Regions from separate parts of the Sus scrofa genome. Here region 2 is linked to region 1. A link is a contact called in public Hi-C data. All regions are on one chromosome and are shown on one strand. The core of a region is the stretch at or near the end of the contact, and the rest is flanking DNA. Distances in the headings are between cores, read along the strand shown. Region 1 has its middle 27 kb from the start of GPR20. Region 2 overlaps SLC45A4 (solute carrier family 45 member 4).

Region 1 (7,755 bases), core at 2,601-5,100:
CTGCACTATGAGGGTGTCCTGAGCTGGCTGCTGTCACTGTCAGGGGTCAGCCACACACCCAATCACACTCTCTCTTCCTTTCGCAACCCAGCCCTGCCCACGCTGCTCACCCCGTCTAAACTAACCTAGGGTGCAACCTCCCTCACGAAGGCTTTCCTTCCCACCACCAAGATGCAAGATGCCACGCCTGGACCAGCTCAAAATACCCAGTGAGGAGGCTGGCTGGAGAGTCTTCCCTGAGGGCTGGTGTCACCTCACAGCTGGACCTGGGGGGCAAAGAGGGACACAGGGGTGAGAACCAGAACCCTGAGGACCAGCCCTGCCCCGCCCTTCCCTGACCCCCGGATCCCATCATCTCTAAGTGTGCTGGTCAGACCCCTGCAGAGTCTCTGAGTATTCCGGAGAACCCCCGGAGCTCGCGGAGCGAGGCTGCTGGCTGGCATGCAGAGACCCGCTCTCCATAAATCTCCGTGGGCTCTGATGGTGGGCTTTTCTGTCCCTCGGCCCTCATATGGCCCATTTTGCAGACGGGCACACTGAGGAGAGAACGGGCCTGCCTGGGTCCCAGCGGGGGGGCAGCATCGCAGCCCTGGGGTGGCCCGGAGGGCCGGTGCCAGGCGGCGAGAACGTCAGGACCTGGAAGGAAACATCGATACCCCCTAGGCACCCACGGCCAATTAGCTGAGGAGGAGGAGGCTGTTGCAACGGCTCAGATTTTGAAATTTGACCGTGACAACCACCCTGGCGAACTTGATTCACCCACAGGTTGGGAGCCTCATCTTCAGAGCCTGCCTCCCTCCCCGCAGGGGGAAATGGGACCCGCTCCCTCACCACCTGTGCCTCCCCACTCTGTGAAATTGGGTGTGTCCTCCCTTTGGGGGGTGTGACAGGTTGAATCGTGTCCTAAATGCTTGTGTCCAAGCCCTGAGCCCCAGGACCTCAGCGGGACCTCTTTTGGAGATGGGGCCTTTCCAGAGGCCATCCACTTAGGTGGTTGCAGTGACCCTCATCCAATGTGACTGACATGCTCAGGGCTCAGAGGGGCCCACTGCACCGGGAGACCGCCTGGAACAATTCTCCCTCGACGCCTGGACCTCAGACCTCCGCCTGCAGAGCCAGGAGACTCTAAGTGGCCGCTTTTCAGCCACCACGCTGCGGTGCGGCCTCCAGCAGCCCGGTGAATGTGAACGAAGACAGCGAGGCAGTAAAGGGCAATTGCACCAACAGGTGGGACGTGCGAGCGGGAGGCCTCCAACCCACGTGTGCGCAGGCACGTTAACATTCAAAAGCCCAGCACGCCCTCCTCGAGGAAACAGAAAAACAACTGTCGGCATTCCACCACTGGGGGAAGGCGGGGCTCTGGGTTGCCTCTGAGCCTGGGCGGAACAGCTGGGTGACACCGGTGGGTGGGATCTGCTCCCGCCACCCCCCACCTGCCACCCGGAGCTCAGCCCGGGGTGGGGGGGGGGTCCGGACATTTGTGAAATTCCTGGCTGCTCCAGTGACCTCGCCCCTTTAGCAACTCCAGCCAAAGGTTCCCAAGCACCTGCAGTGTGCCCCGCCCACCCTCTCTCTGAGCAGCGCCTCGGCCCTATGAAGTAGGACCCATCTCAATGCGCCATTTTACAGACAAGCAAACTGAGGCTCAGAGGTGCGTTACTCAGCCCGACCGCGCCTGACCCTGGCACCACGTCCAAGCCTCTTCAAGCCCATGCCAGTGGGGCGTGGCAGTGGGTGAGAGAGGGGGTGAGGGGAGGGGTGGGGAAGGGCATTCCCAGGGGAGCGACGGCTTACACAGGGGTGGGGCTGTGGGGCAGATGGAAGATGGGGTTTGCAGCTGGAAATGACCCTGAGTCCAAAGAAAAGTCCCCGCGCTGGGTGTGAAGGACTTTCTCTGAGTCCTTCTCAGTCAGGGAATGATTTCGGTTTGAAAAGTTCCCTCTGTTGGCGGTGTGGGCATTGTTCCCCACTTGAAATCGAATGCCAGATGCATAAGCAACTTTAAATTTCCTAATAGCCATGTTAAAAAAAGGAAAAAATATGCAATTTATTAAAAATTTTTTTTATTGTAGTTGCTTTACAATTTTTTAAAAAAATCGAAATGCAGTCGATTTACAATGTTGGGTTAATTTCTGCCGCACAGCCAAGGGATCCAGTTACACACACAGATATACATTCTTTATCTTCTTTTACGTTTTCTCTCGGGATATTGAATATAAGTCCCTGGGCTATACAGTGGGATCTTGTTGATTATCATTTTAATAATGTATTTTATTTAACCTAATATACTAGAAAATTACTGAGATGTTTTAGTGTTGTTTTTTTGGGCCACATCCGTGGCCGCGTTTTTTTTCTCACCCTAAGTCTTCGAAATCCCACTGACAGCACATCTCAGGTTCGAACTAGCTGCTTTTCCAGGGCTCAGTAGCCACAGGGGCTCAGCGGTCCCAGCCTTGGACAGCACAGGCGTGGAGGATGGGCTGTGGGGGCCAGAGTGGAGACAGCGAGGCTTGGTGGGAGGCCCCTGACCAGGGGCAAGTTGGGGCTGGCACTGGGCTCCCGCTTCAGATGGGAGGGCACACAGGAGGAACTCCCAGATGGCCCAGAAGGTAGCAAGCGTCCAGTGGGCAGGTCACAGAGCTGCACAACTGCCTGAGTTGATTTCAGCCCAGACAGCTGGTGTCCCCAGCCGCCCGGGTCAGTCTCCCGGCCCCTGCCTGCCCCCCACTCCAGACTAATGTGAGGCTTCCTGTCGCAGCTGGAGGGTGACCCAAGGCCTGACCCTGGCGGCCCTGGCGGATGCGCCCGGAAGGAAGGCCTCCTCTTAGATGCACTGTGCAGCAGGCGGCAGGCCGGGGGCCGCCCTGGGGACTCCCTCGGGAAGCACTTGACACGCTGGTGGGCGCTCAGCCAGGGCGGCCCAGCAGCTGCAGAAGGCGAGGGCCCGGGGCCCACGGGAGGGCCAGCACCAGGCCTGGCGGTCCTGAGGCGCTGGGAGCACGATGGGGCTGCCCCAACGAGCCAGCAGGGCTCTCGGGGAACACGGGCCAGACGGCTGTGCAGCCCCAGCCTCTGCGCCAGGACTCAGGGCGGCAGAGCACCGGGTCAGGAGCACACCCTGGCCGAAGGGTCTCACGTCCCACTTGCTCCTCTGTGGAACGGGGGCACTGGACGCCTCTCTCACAGGCCAGGGTGCAAGTTCAACGGGATCCTGTGTGTCCGCAGGAGAGCCGTCTGTAGCCACATCGTGGAAGTTTCCGGTCGTTCCTCATTGCTGGCGTGAGGCCTCTGCTCACCTGAGCTGAACCCGGCTCCCAGGCCGGCAGCCCCAACTCCCTCACTGCGTGCATCCTCCTTCAGGAGACGGGCGTGGGGTCCTCCAACGAGCTCACGATGCCCGGCTTGGGGTGCCACTCTCCCCTGCCCTTCCCTCCCCACCCCAAATATCTACTGAGCGTCTACCAAGTGCCAGCCCCTGTGCTGGGCCCTGGGGATTTGGCGGGGAGGGTGGTCCTCTCAGCTAAGAGCAGCGGGAGCCGGGGCTGAGCAGGGTTGGTATGATCTGACCTAAAAGCACAGCCTGGCTCCCAGGAAGCGCGCGTGGGGCCCGCGAGCTCGGACAGGACAAGGGCAGAGGTGGGTGGCTGCGGCACGGCACGCAGGAGGCAAACCACCCGGCCTCCGGACAGGTTGGCCGGGAGAGCGGGTGCGCGGAGCCCGGGGGCGCCCTCCCCCCGCCGGAAGCCCTTGCCCCTCGAGCGCGCTCTCCCAGGTGCTGCTCCAGGGCCCCCGCCGCCCCCGCCGCCCCCGGGGTGAGGAGGACGCCGTGCGCATGCTCAGCCCGGGAGCCCCGCCCGCAGGCGGTGTGTCCTCTGCGCATGCCCAAGCCCGGAGCCCGGCCTGCGGGGGGGGGGCGGGGGTGCCCTCTGCGCATGCCCAACCGCGGGAGCCTTGCCCGCAGGCTGCGCGCCTTCTGCGCGGCTCTTACAGTCTGAGTCACAGGGCCCCCGGGGATCCGGACTTTGCCTGGTTCCGGTAAGGACTGAGAGGGAGCCCACTGTGGCTCTGTGCTTGAGCACCCTCTCCAGAATCCGCTGACTCGGGAATAAAGGCAGTGTTTGCCTCACCTTCCTAATCTTTTATCTGCTCATGGAGAATGAACTTGGGGAAGACGGGGTGCATCGTCTGCTGGTCCCGCCTCCATGGGTGGGCGGTGGTGGGAGGAGCTGAAGGCTAGGCTCCCCCTACGTAGGCTGCAGGTGGGCTGGAGGGGGAGCCTGGCGGCCTGATCGGGGTTACTCTCCAGGACTTTGTTCCGCTTCTCAGGGCCCAGAGTTCATGCCACACGTCTCCTGGAAGCTAGTGGGCCCCTGAAGCATCATGCTGTGTTCTGGCCCTGCCTTCACCCATCCCTCCCACTGGGGCTTTTGCTTCCACTTTCAACTGTATCAGACTTTATTCCCTCTCGGTTCCCCTATCCTGAGCGGTCCTTGCCAGACTGGCCCTTTTGGGAAAAAAAAGGTGGGAGAACGGGCCCAGCACCCGCTGGAGAGCAGCACTGGACCAGGAGATGGGGATGGAGCTGGGCTGAGGTTGGGCCCTGGGCATGGGTGGCATGGGCTGGAAGTTCAGAGAAGGAGAGGAGCCCCTGGGTGGCCATGGATGCCTCCTTAAACCTCTGAGCCTCATTTTCCCCAGCCGCCTGCTGGTGGGGATTCTGCAGAGCTGGACTAGCTCAGCCTTCCTGTTGTGGGTCCCAGGTCTGCACACAGGCCTGAGGAGTGCAGATGAAGCCAGGGCAGCGGGGGCAAGGTGAGAGCCAGTCCTGGGCTCTGCTGCCAGCTGTTCCTCTTCTCAGTCTGGGATTTTGATGGAAGAGGGGTCACTTGTTCAGAGGTGGGGTTCTGGGCCAAGGGTGGGAGAGTGCCACACCGCACTGGAGACAGGCCAGTGCTGAGCAGAAAGGAGCACTTATTATAAATTCCCTGAGGGGAGGGCAGCATTTGATCCGATAAGATCTATCCTGGGCCCCCTAATCCCCACGGCCAGCTCTCTGGTGACCCAGCACACCGTGAGGGGCCTTGATGTGGGCCTCGGGTCTTTGCAGGGCTCCCCCTTCCCTCAGCCGCTGTCACAGCCCTGAAACCCCACCAGAGGGGTCGCCTGGCTTTGATCCTATAACATTCCTGGGTTAAGCAAACACTCATGAGGTGCTGCCAGCAGCTGACACTTCCTAGGGCTGTTCTGTGCAGCAGGCTTTGTTTTTTTGCATTATCTCTTATTTATAAAGGAAATAAATCCTCTTAACGGCCCATCGACAGACTAGGAAACAGGAGCTCAGAGAGGTTAGGTAACTTGCCCAAGGTCACCCCGCGTGGGTGTGTGGGGGGTGGGTGGAACCTGGGTGGAACCTTGCCTACGTGCTGATGGGGTGGGGAGCACCTGATTCATCTTTCAAACCCCACCCTAATCCTGGTGGGACCCCTGAAAACTGGCTCAATGAAGCTGATTAACTAGGCAGCTGAGATGGAGGGGAAGGGAGGCTGCTCTTGGGGGTCCTGGATTCAAACTCTGCTCTGCCATGAAAGAGCTGTGTGCCCGTGGGCAAGTCCCTTTACCTCTCTGAGTTTCAGTGTCCTCCTCTATCAAATAGGGTACTAGGGTGTGATTGAAAAAATATGCTGTGAGAATTCAGGGTAACTTGGGGTGGAGATCAGGAAGAGGTGCATCAGGCAGGACCTTCCCCACCTGTGCCCCCGGCCCAGCAGACCCCAGAGCCTGAGTCCTGCTGCAAGTGGCCTGCTCTTTCATCCTGCAGAGAGCAAAGTGAGCCCCGAGAAGGCCCTGGAACACCCTGCATCACACAGCAGAGGAAGCCCAGAGAGGTGGACGGCAGTGTTCTGGATCTGGCTTCACCTGCTATGGCTGGAGCCTGGTCAAGGCGGCTCTTTCAGCTGGGGGCTCCCGCCTGATACCACTCGCAGTACCCCGAGCCTAGCCCTTCTTGGGTATCACAGTGATATCGAGGGGTGCTGGGGGTCTTCTGTGCCTTCCGTTTTTTTTTTGTTTTTTTGTTTTTTATGTATGTACTGCTACATGCAGCAGGGCTGTTTATTTATTTAAGACACTTCATTTTTTTCAAGTAATTTTCAGGTTACAGAAAACCTGAGCAGAAGGCACAGAGTTCCTATATACCCCTTGGCCTCTGCCCGCCTCCGCAGTGTTGCCCATTGTTAATAGCTTGCATGGGCTGGTGCCTTTGTTACAACTGATGAGCCAATACTGATACATTTTCACTAACTCAAGTCCCCGCTTTACAATGGGGTTGACACTATGTTTTTACGCTTTGAAGGTTGTGACAAATGAATAATGACATGTATCCCCCCTACAGCATCCTGCAGGACTGTTCCACTGTCCTAAAAAGTCTCTGCCATCCATTTGTTCATCCAACCCCCCCCCCCCCGCCCTATGCCCTTGAACGCCTGGCAACCACAGATTTTTTTTTTTTTTTTTTTACCATCTCCACAATTTTGCCTTTATCAGGATGCATTGCTGTTGTAATCATACAGTACAAAGCCTTTTCAGAATGACCCCTCTCATTTAGCAGGACGCATTTCTAAGCTTCTTCTGTGTCTCTTTGTTACTTGATAGCTCATTTCTTTTTATCACCGGCCCGACCCTCATTTCCTGTAACTTTTGCTGTAATTGCTCAGCAGCGTCCGGGGTTTTGTTGTTGATTCTCTGGAATTTTCTACGTGGATGATCAGGTTATCTGTGAACAGAAGCAGTCGTATCTCCTCCTTCCACATCCGTGGACATTTTTTAGCCCTTACTCGGCTGGCTGCGTTAGCTAGGGCTTCCTGAGGGATGCTGGAAAGGTGGGATAGGAGGGGACCTTCTGGCTTTCAAACGGAGCGCTTAACCCAAGAGGTACATCCAGCTTGGGCCTTGGCAGGATTCCCCGAGGCCCGTGTGCCCTGGTGCCTGTTGACTCCCTGTAAACTGGGATGCAGCCCCCACCCGCGCCCCGTCCCGGCGAGGCTGGCCGGGGAAGAGCAGGGGTGAGACGGTAAAGCGCCCCCTCAGATCCCGAGCGTGGCAAGGTCTGTAATGAATGAGCAGTTCAGCATCCCTGATGGCATCGCGTCTCGTCTGCCCCACCTTCCCCTCCCGGTTGGTCCACCGTCCCGTTTGTAGGGGTGTCGTGCCCTTAGTCACACCTTGGCTGGGGGAGACACCCTCCCTGCCCACTCTCTGCCCTGCTCCACCTCCTCTGCTGCCACATGTTCAGGAGCTTTTAATTCAAAAGGTGCTCATACAAAATGTTCGCTAAAAATAAAGCCGTCAAACATTCCTGGATGTGGTGTGCTATTGTAGGGCTTAAATACTTATTAAAAATGAGAGCTTACCCCAAATAGGTTTTTATAGAATGTGAACTTTCCTTTTCAATCCAGTCTTCAGTCTGCAGAATGTCCCGGCAGAGCCAGGTCACTGGGTCCTGGTCCGGGTGGCCTGGGCGCACGTGTCTCCTCTCCACCCGCGTCTCAGGGTGGGAGAAATGCAGGGCTGGCTCTGGGGTCAGCCCAGGCTGGGTTCCGGTCCCCGAGCTGCATGTTCAGAGCCAGGTGAGGGCTCCTGCCCTGGGTGGTCAAGCCCCAGGCACCCAGCCCCTTGCCTACCTCTGCCCCGTGGGCGAGCTCCAGTTCTAACCATTTTACTGAGGGGGAAGTGGAGGCCCAGGGTGGCTTCCTCCAA
Region 2 (7,164 bases), core at 1,280-3,779, 76 kb before region 1:
GACTCGTGCCTCCCCCGCCTCGGGGGCAGCGGAGCTACAACGCTTCGACGGGCAGTGCTGTCAAGATGCTGCCAGGACAACGCACAGCTCAATTCCACGGTGACAGGCACGTTCCCTGGGCATCCACCTGCTCTCAGAACAGGTGGCACAGACAAGCGGACCTGTGACCCACATACAGCAGGTCCCAAAGCCAACCAAGTCGCCCCAGGAGGCGGGACGCACAGCCCCTGAGTTCTGTGTTATCAACTCAGATGAGAGCCACAGGGGTGTCTCAGTGCCGACGGCAGGGCAGTGGCTCTGCTGCAGCGCCAGCCCTTCAATCAGGAGCTGTCACACAGAGGGGAGCAGCTCTGCCCCCAGGAAGGTCCCCTAAGGGAACCCTGGGTGCCTGAAGACCCTGGCACTGGCTGAGCAGGGCCCCCACACCTTATCAGGGACAAATAGCCATGGGCGGGGGCCTGAAAGGACCCCTCTGAGGTCCCACCTCCAAGCCCCCCCCCCCGACCAGCCAGCTCACACAACTCACACGCCCACCTGAGAGCACCTGGGACCACCGCTGCTCCCGCGCCTCACACCTGTAGAGTCAGACACCTGGGGCGCTGCACGCCGAGGTGATCCACGCATGGACATTGTCCCTATTTTCTGGAAGAAACTCGCAAAGGAATGAGGCTTCCAGAGCACGTGTGATCCGGTGACCCCAGGTTCCCCAACTGAAAAGTGGGCTGACAATAAGGCGAGTGTCTGGGAGCCAGGCCGACCCTGCACAGGCACTCGGCAGGCTGGTGTGTGGAGGGCACCCCCTGCTCTGGGGACGATGCTGTGATGGCAGGAGCAATGGCTGCCTGGCAGTGCCTGATGCCCCGTGAGCCATTTCCACGCACGTGTCAGCATCCCTGAGGCTTCAGGCCAGCCTTGGTCCAGGCAGGTGGAGGCGGCCTGGTCTGAAGAAAAGGAGAGGCTTCCATTCTGATTCTATGCTTTCTGGTCGTGAACCCCCAGACAAGTCACCTCCCTTGCAGAGCCCCGATGCCCTCGGCGTCGGCGCTGTCCCCAGGACCCTCAGGAGCCCTCCACGGTGAGGGGGACAGATGAGATCCCTCAGGCCCCCAGCCCAGACCTAAACCCTACTCACTGCTGCTTTCTGCCACCAATCTCTCGTTAGTGTCTCCCTCCTCCCAGCCCACAGCCCCCGGGGCCCAAAGAAAAGGGTCCAGGGGTGGGTGGGGGATGTGCCAGGTCTTTCCTCCTGGTCCTCATCCAACAAGCAGGCCGCCTGCAGAACGTTCTCCACACCGCCATGGCCAGAGCCCCCATCACACCCTGCCTGCCAAGCAGCAGGGCCCCAGACCAGACCTGGTGACAAGGGAAAGGCAGCACTCCCGGCCCGCTCCCCAGCAAGCAGCGGCTGCCCTGCATGGTGACCTCGGAGCTGGCTGTTAAAGTGAGTATCCTGGAGTTCCCATCGTGGCGCAGTGGTGAACGAATCCGACTAGGAACCATGAGGTTGCGGGTTCGGTCCCTGGCCTTGCTCAGTGGGTTAAGGACCCGGCGTTGCCGTGAGCTGTGGTGTGGGTTGCAGACGCGGCTCGGATCCCGCGTTGCTATGGCTCTGGCGTAGGCCGGCAGCTACAGCTCCAATTTGACCCCTAGCCTGGGAACCTCCATATGCTGCGGGAGCAGCCCAAGAAATAGCAAAAAGACCAAAAAAAAAAAAAAAAAAAAGCGCGTATCCTCTCAGCGGATGCGGGCCTGCGCCCCCAGGCGGGGGGCTGTGTCACCTCCAGGGAAGGTGAGCGCCTCGGGCCCAGGGAGGCAGGCCCCACAGACACTGTGCTCGGCTCCCCAGACCCCCTGAGGTGGACAGGCGCTCTACCTCCTCCTGGCCTGCGCTGCTTTTAGATGAAGTGATTAAAATGCATGAGAAGCCTGCGAGGCCCCATTCGGTCATGAGTGTCGGGTGACAGGTGCTGGTGCAGGAGAAGCCCTTCAAACCCAGGCAGTGCCGCGTCTACACAGGCGGCAGCTCCAGTTGGCGGGCTAAACTGCTATCACGCACTCACAGAGAACGGGGGTGTGGGGGCCGAGGGCCTTCAGCCATCCCCGTGGCAGGTGAGTTCCGGGCAGCAGAACAGCCCCGAGAAGCAGGAAGCACCCAGCGTCAGGATCCCCGTGGCGGAAGAGGAAGCGTGTGGGGCCCAGAGGACGGCGGCTGGGCCCAGAAACCCACCCTCCAAACAGGCAGCAGCGCCCAGTCGTCGTGTTCCAGGATGACAGCAAAACGGAAGCCTGTGTAAGTTTCAAAGGAACTTAAGCAAAACACGACATGCCTGACACTGATGAAGCCTTGCACTCGCTGGCTAGACTCAGGGTGCCCCCTCCCCCCTGGCCCTGGGCCCCTCGCCTCTGCCCCCCCCTCCCGTCCCCCCCCGGGGGGGGCAGCATTCTGCCCCCCTCTGCTCTCACACTGGGAAATTCAGGCCCAAGGGCAGGGCTCTTCACCCCGGAGGTGGCCCAGCCCTGACCGCCTCCAGCTGAGACTCACCCTTCCAGCTGCCGCCCGGCTCTGCACCTCCAGGGAGACACAGCTCCAGCGAGATCTGCATAAGGCACTTCTAACAAGACCCGCCTGATTCTTTCGTGATGGGCCCACCCCGTCCAGCAGCTGGAAGATACACCCACATCCTCTTCTCCAGTGAAATGGGGGCACAGGACCCATACTGCCCCCAAAGACAAGGCCTATCCACGCACAATTTGCGCGATTGACGCATTTTGTGTAAAACTTGAGTTGTTTTTTTAATGACAAAATTACCATCATCTGGGAAATATTTTGCGGGTGGACACATTCTATGGTGTTTTTTTTTTTTTTTTTTAAAGAGCAAAGAGAGCATTTGTTCTAAAACTTGCCATTAAAAAAACCTGTCTGTGATTATAATTTTCGTTTTGAGACATATTCAAGGAAAATATTAAACATTTACAGAGGATTCCAGGAGAACTCCTGCCTTGAGGAACAGCCAGGGCCCCTCGGGGCCAGACTCCCAGAGGAAGGGGCGCAAGGCCCACCGTGCACGGAGGTCACGGGTCACCCCGAACCCCGTCTCTGTCTCTGGGCTACCTGGCATCTTGTCTTAGCATTTTAACACACGTTTGCAACGTCTTGATAGAGTTTAACTTCTCTTTAGCTTGCACTAGAAAGTTAAATGATCACTTTCCGCAGGAAGAACTGATAGGATTTCTTCTGTCCTCTTCAACCCAGGCGTGTACCATCACCCCCAGGGCCTGCAGACTGGCTCCAGGGCCCCCTCGGATTTCCACAGATGCTCGAGTCCTCCATAGACAACGGTGGAGCATGTGCGTATGACCGAGGCACGTCCTCCTGTATTTTAGAATCATCTCTAGGGTGCTGATAACACCAATGCAACGTGCGTGCTCTCTAAACAGTTGCTGGCACAGCAAATTCCAGGTTCGCTTTTTGGAACCTTCTGGAAACTCCTTGAGTATTTTCCATGTGCCGTTGGTGGGACCCGCAGGGATGTGTCACCTGCGGCCTGGAGGGCCGACTGTACATGCTTCACGTTCTGTTCCTCTGACTGAAAACTCTAATGGCCTAGCACGTTTGGAAACAGCTACAATGTAAGACATTACTTACTGCTAAGACTTCTCAAAACCCTTCTTGCTCTACCAGTGCCCGTGTGCGCAGTGCTGGAAAAGAGCGGAAGCGCTCAGGTTTCTCCCAAAGTCACCTCCTTGGCGTGGCACAAAGGCCTCTTGTGATGGGATCCGGGCAGATCTCCACCCCGAGCTCAAGCCCTTCGGGGGCCCTGCAGACTCAGCCACCGCCTGCCCGTCCTCTAGGCCTCTCCCTGCCAGGCCACGGCCTGCCCTGGGCTGGGTCCCCTCACTCGCTGACCCCTGTTCTGTCTGCGCCCAGGAGGCCCCCGCCCCCTCCTCTCCACAGCCTCCCCACGCCCCGCCTGCTCTTTCGGGCCCATCGCTGCCCCCTGTCCTGATCCTAGTGTCCCCGATGCCCGCCTCCTACAGAGCCTTCCTCCTCCAGACCTCACCCCAGGCCCGGCGGGCACCCGGCCCGGCCCGGCCCAGCCTGGCTCACAGAAGAGCTGACCTCCCTCCAGGCTGACCCTGACCTGGAGCCATTCGATCCCGGGAACCAGGGCGCCAGCGTTCCCACGAGCGCTCCCAAGTCAACGGCCCTGTCGTGACGTGGCCCCGCTGTCCCGCAGGCTGCTCTGGCCCCTCTAGGGCACCTGGCACCATGCCTGGCACCTGGTAGGTGCTCAATAAGCGGTTGATGAAAGAATAACAGGCACATAATTCCTTGGGAAAAAGGACTGCAGCTGACATTTCATTGTTTCTAAAATACAATGATCTGAAACACAAGGAAATCCAGACTTCCCAATCCAAACAAAACGGCCCCGCACAGCAGCTTTTCAATTATTTCGGTCAAAATTCGGGAGACTCGGACGAACACCTGCCTATTTACGCGCCTGTGCCCCCGGTGCGCTGCCTGTGTGTCTGGAGCCACCGCGAGGGTCCCCTGGCCTGGGTGGGCCTTCAGGTCAGGCCTCCCGGGCGCGGACACCACGTGCCCGGGTCTGGAAAGCGCTTCCACTGGCTGGGGCGGGGGAGCGGGCTGCCCCCTCCCGGCCCGGGCCATGTGTCACCCTTCAGGCTTCCTTAGTCTCTGGCCCGCAGGAAATCCACTCTTCAGTCGGATCTCCCGCGGTGAGGCCCCCCCGACTTTTTCTCACATTGAACAAATCTGGGTGAGACACGCATCCCAAAGAGGTCGCCACGCTAACACTTTCCAAGGGCTTGGCTCCGGGACTGAGGGACACTGACCGTGCTGTGCAGCTGTCACCACCCAGCCCCACAGGACTTTCACCTGGCAAAGCCCAAACTCGGCGCCCGCTCCCAGCCCCCACCTGCTCCTCCCGTGTCCACGGCTCCGATGCCTCCTGATCCTTCGTCTAAGTGGAATGGAGCCAGGGTGCGTCCTTCTGCAGCCGCCTTGTTTCATTTAAGGCTCATGTCTCTGAAGGGCCGTCCCTGGGGGCCGTTAACGTGCCCCCCCCCGCCCCACAGCCCCTCCAGCCCCGTGGGCGCACCTGTCCCCTCGCTCGCTGGCGCTCTGGTGGACCGTGATGACACGGAGCCCAGAGCTCTCTACACAAGGACAGGGGTCTCCCACGTCCCCACTGCAAGGACCCTGGGCGCCCCTCCCGAACACCGGGAGGCCCTGGGGAGCAGAGCAGACCTGCCTCCGCTGAAGGCACTGCAGACAGGCCACCAAATCCAAGTGCAGGCTGGGCGGTCCCGTGGGAAACGCAGCCCAAGAGAGGCTTCTGAGAAGACTCTCCCAGGCCTGTCCAGCCCCAGTTTCCAGGGACGTGAAAAGGCCTGCCTGATAAGAAGCTCAACTCGGAAACCAGCCCTGAAGGAGGACGGCCGAACGTGCTCTTTCCAGCTGCTGCGGAAACACGGAGGCCCCAGTGCAGAATTCAAATTCGATCCCTCTGAGCTGTTCTCAGCCCAGGGACCCAACCCCCAGGCGGGGAGGGCCCCACGCCCTGGTGAGCACTGCTTCTGCGACGGGCACAGAATCGACGCCTCGGGACTCCCTGCCCCCTGCGACAGCAAGTGTCCTCGCGGGGTGTCTGAGCGGTGTCTCCCTCCCCGGGCTGTGGCCCCCAGAGCCGCTGCTCACGCCTCCACCACTCTGCCCCTTTTCCAGGCCTTCAAGGGACGAGGCCTCCCGCCTCCCCAGCTGTCCCTTCTTCAGGCGAGGTGGTCACCTGATTCTTTACAACGGCCCTCAAATGATGCAGCTTCGTGCAGTAACGGGGTGCCAGTGACCCGCGGGAAGCAGGGCAGGTGAGCCTTAGGAACTCTCCCGGTACAAGGGCAGTGCTGGGCCTGCTCCGACAAAACAGGAAAACCACACAGGAGCGCTCCGTGCGGAAGGCCCCTGGGGCGTCACTACGTGCAAAGGGGTCCCCAGGAAGGTGGCAAGTGTATCCGAGCTGGGCACGTCCTCCTGGGGGGAAGCTGCCCGCTGGAAGTTCACGGTCGATGCATCCTGCGGAAGACCGCCAGCAACAGCCCTGCTCATACAAGGGGGCTGCAGGGGACACCCCATGGAATCCAACGCTAACCATGACTTATCAGCGTGGAGTTGCTGGGAGGGCTGGGCTGTGACCTCGCGCTCCCAGGACAGGGACGGCGCCTGGCCCACAGAAGGGTGTTGACTGGGCGGGTGGCTGGAGGTTGCAGGCCAGGCCAAGGTCACATTCCTGCCCCGCTCCTGCCGCGGGCGCTGACCTCAACAACCCAGGAAGTGGAGGCGAAGGGCTGGCACTTAGGGCCCTTGAGCTTTGAGTGCGTGAAGGCAGGTTTTAAAGGGTAGGCTTTTCCCCAGGAAGAACAGGTGAACTTCTGGTTCCAGGAGCCTTGGTTCACGTTATGCCAAGACGCAAAGGGGGAAAGCCTAGCGTGTTTTTGAACAACAGGCATACACAAAATGCAGTCTCATCCTGCCTGAAGGACCTTCCCGCAGAATAACCTGCACACACTCCATCGCTCCCAGACGCCACAGCACCCCCGCCGCCCCCCCAGCAGGAGCCGAGGGACCTGCTTCTTCCTGTGAGTTCCTTTTCCCTCGAGGACGCTTCCTGAACCCGGAGGGGAACAATGGAGGGGGGGGTCTCGTTCCCAGGGGAAAAGGCTGTCTGGGAACAGACCTCCGGCAGGAGCTGCCCGCTGCCCTCAGGTCTGCTGGGGCCCTGGGCAGGCTGTGCCTAGACGCCTGCAAGGGGGGTCAGGTTCCCACCTGACCTAAGGCTGAGAGGCCAGATCCATCAGCTGCACACAAATGCACACACACACACACACGTATGCACATGCACACCCATGTGCACACACATGCACGCGTGCACACGTATACACACATACATGCACGTTTGCACAGATGCACACACACATGCACCATGCATATGGGTACCTACCTCCAGTGCTGGGCGCACAGCAGAGGTGGGTCTGCAGAAGCTTCCAGCAGCCCCTCCTTCGCCCTCAGACCACTGGCCCTGCAGGGAGCAGGCAGGGACACTGCTAGGCCCCCCCTGGGGGCCCCTGGGCCACCAGCCCCCAGCA

What was found. Hi-C and Micro-C count contacts between places; a contact is called where the count stands out from the background.
Region 2: a Hi-C map of embryonic fibroblasts shows a contact between it and region 1, with 2.1 times the contacts expected there. The contact joins two enhancer-like sites. A contact is called at or near these places in 3 of 5 promoter capture datasets (fetal liver, fetal skeletal muscle and liver), 24 of 47 Hi-C or Micro-C datasets (alveolar macrophages, blood, embryonic fibroblasts and 13 more) and 2 of 2 datasets of contacts at active chromatin or transcription factors (alveolar macrophages and skeletal muscle).

Annotation. Positions count from the first base shown.
Region 1 is chr4:2,418,811-2,426,565 of Sscrofa11.1, reverse strand. No RefSeq gene overlaps it. Among named protein-coding and RNA genes, the nearest start is that of GPR20, 27 kb to the right of the region's middle. Within about 2 kb of position 3,850, at least 60 of the 83 cell types and tissues checked have an H3K27ac peak or open chromatin away from gene starts, as enhancers often do. A contact at or near this core is called in alveolar macrophages, retroperitoneal adipose tissue and subcutaneous adipose tissue, where this site is marked.
Region 2 is chr4:2,494,031-2,501,194 of Sscrofa11.1, reverse strand. All of the region lies in intron 2 of SLC45A4 (solute carrier family 45 member 4), which reads right to left. Among named protein-coding and RNA genes, the nearest start is that of SLC45A4, 26 kb to the right of the region's middle. Within about 2 kb of position 2,529, at least 13 of the 83 cell types and tissues checked have an H3K27ac peak or open chromatin away from gene starts, as enhancers often do. A contact at or near this core is called in alveolar macrophages, retroperitoneal adipose tissue and subcutaneous adipose tissue, where this site is marked.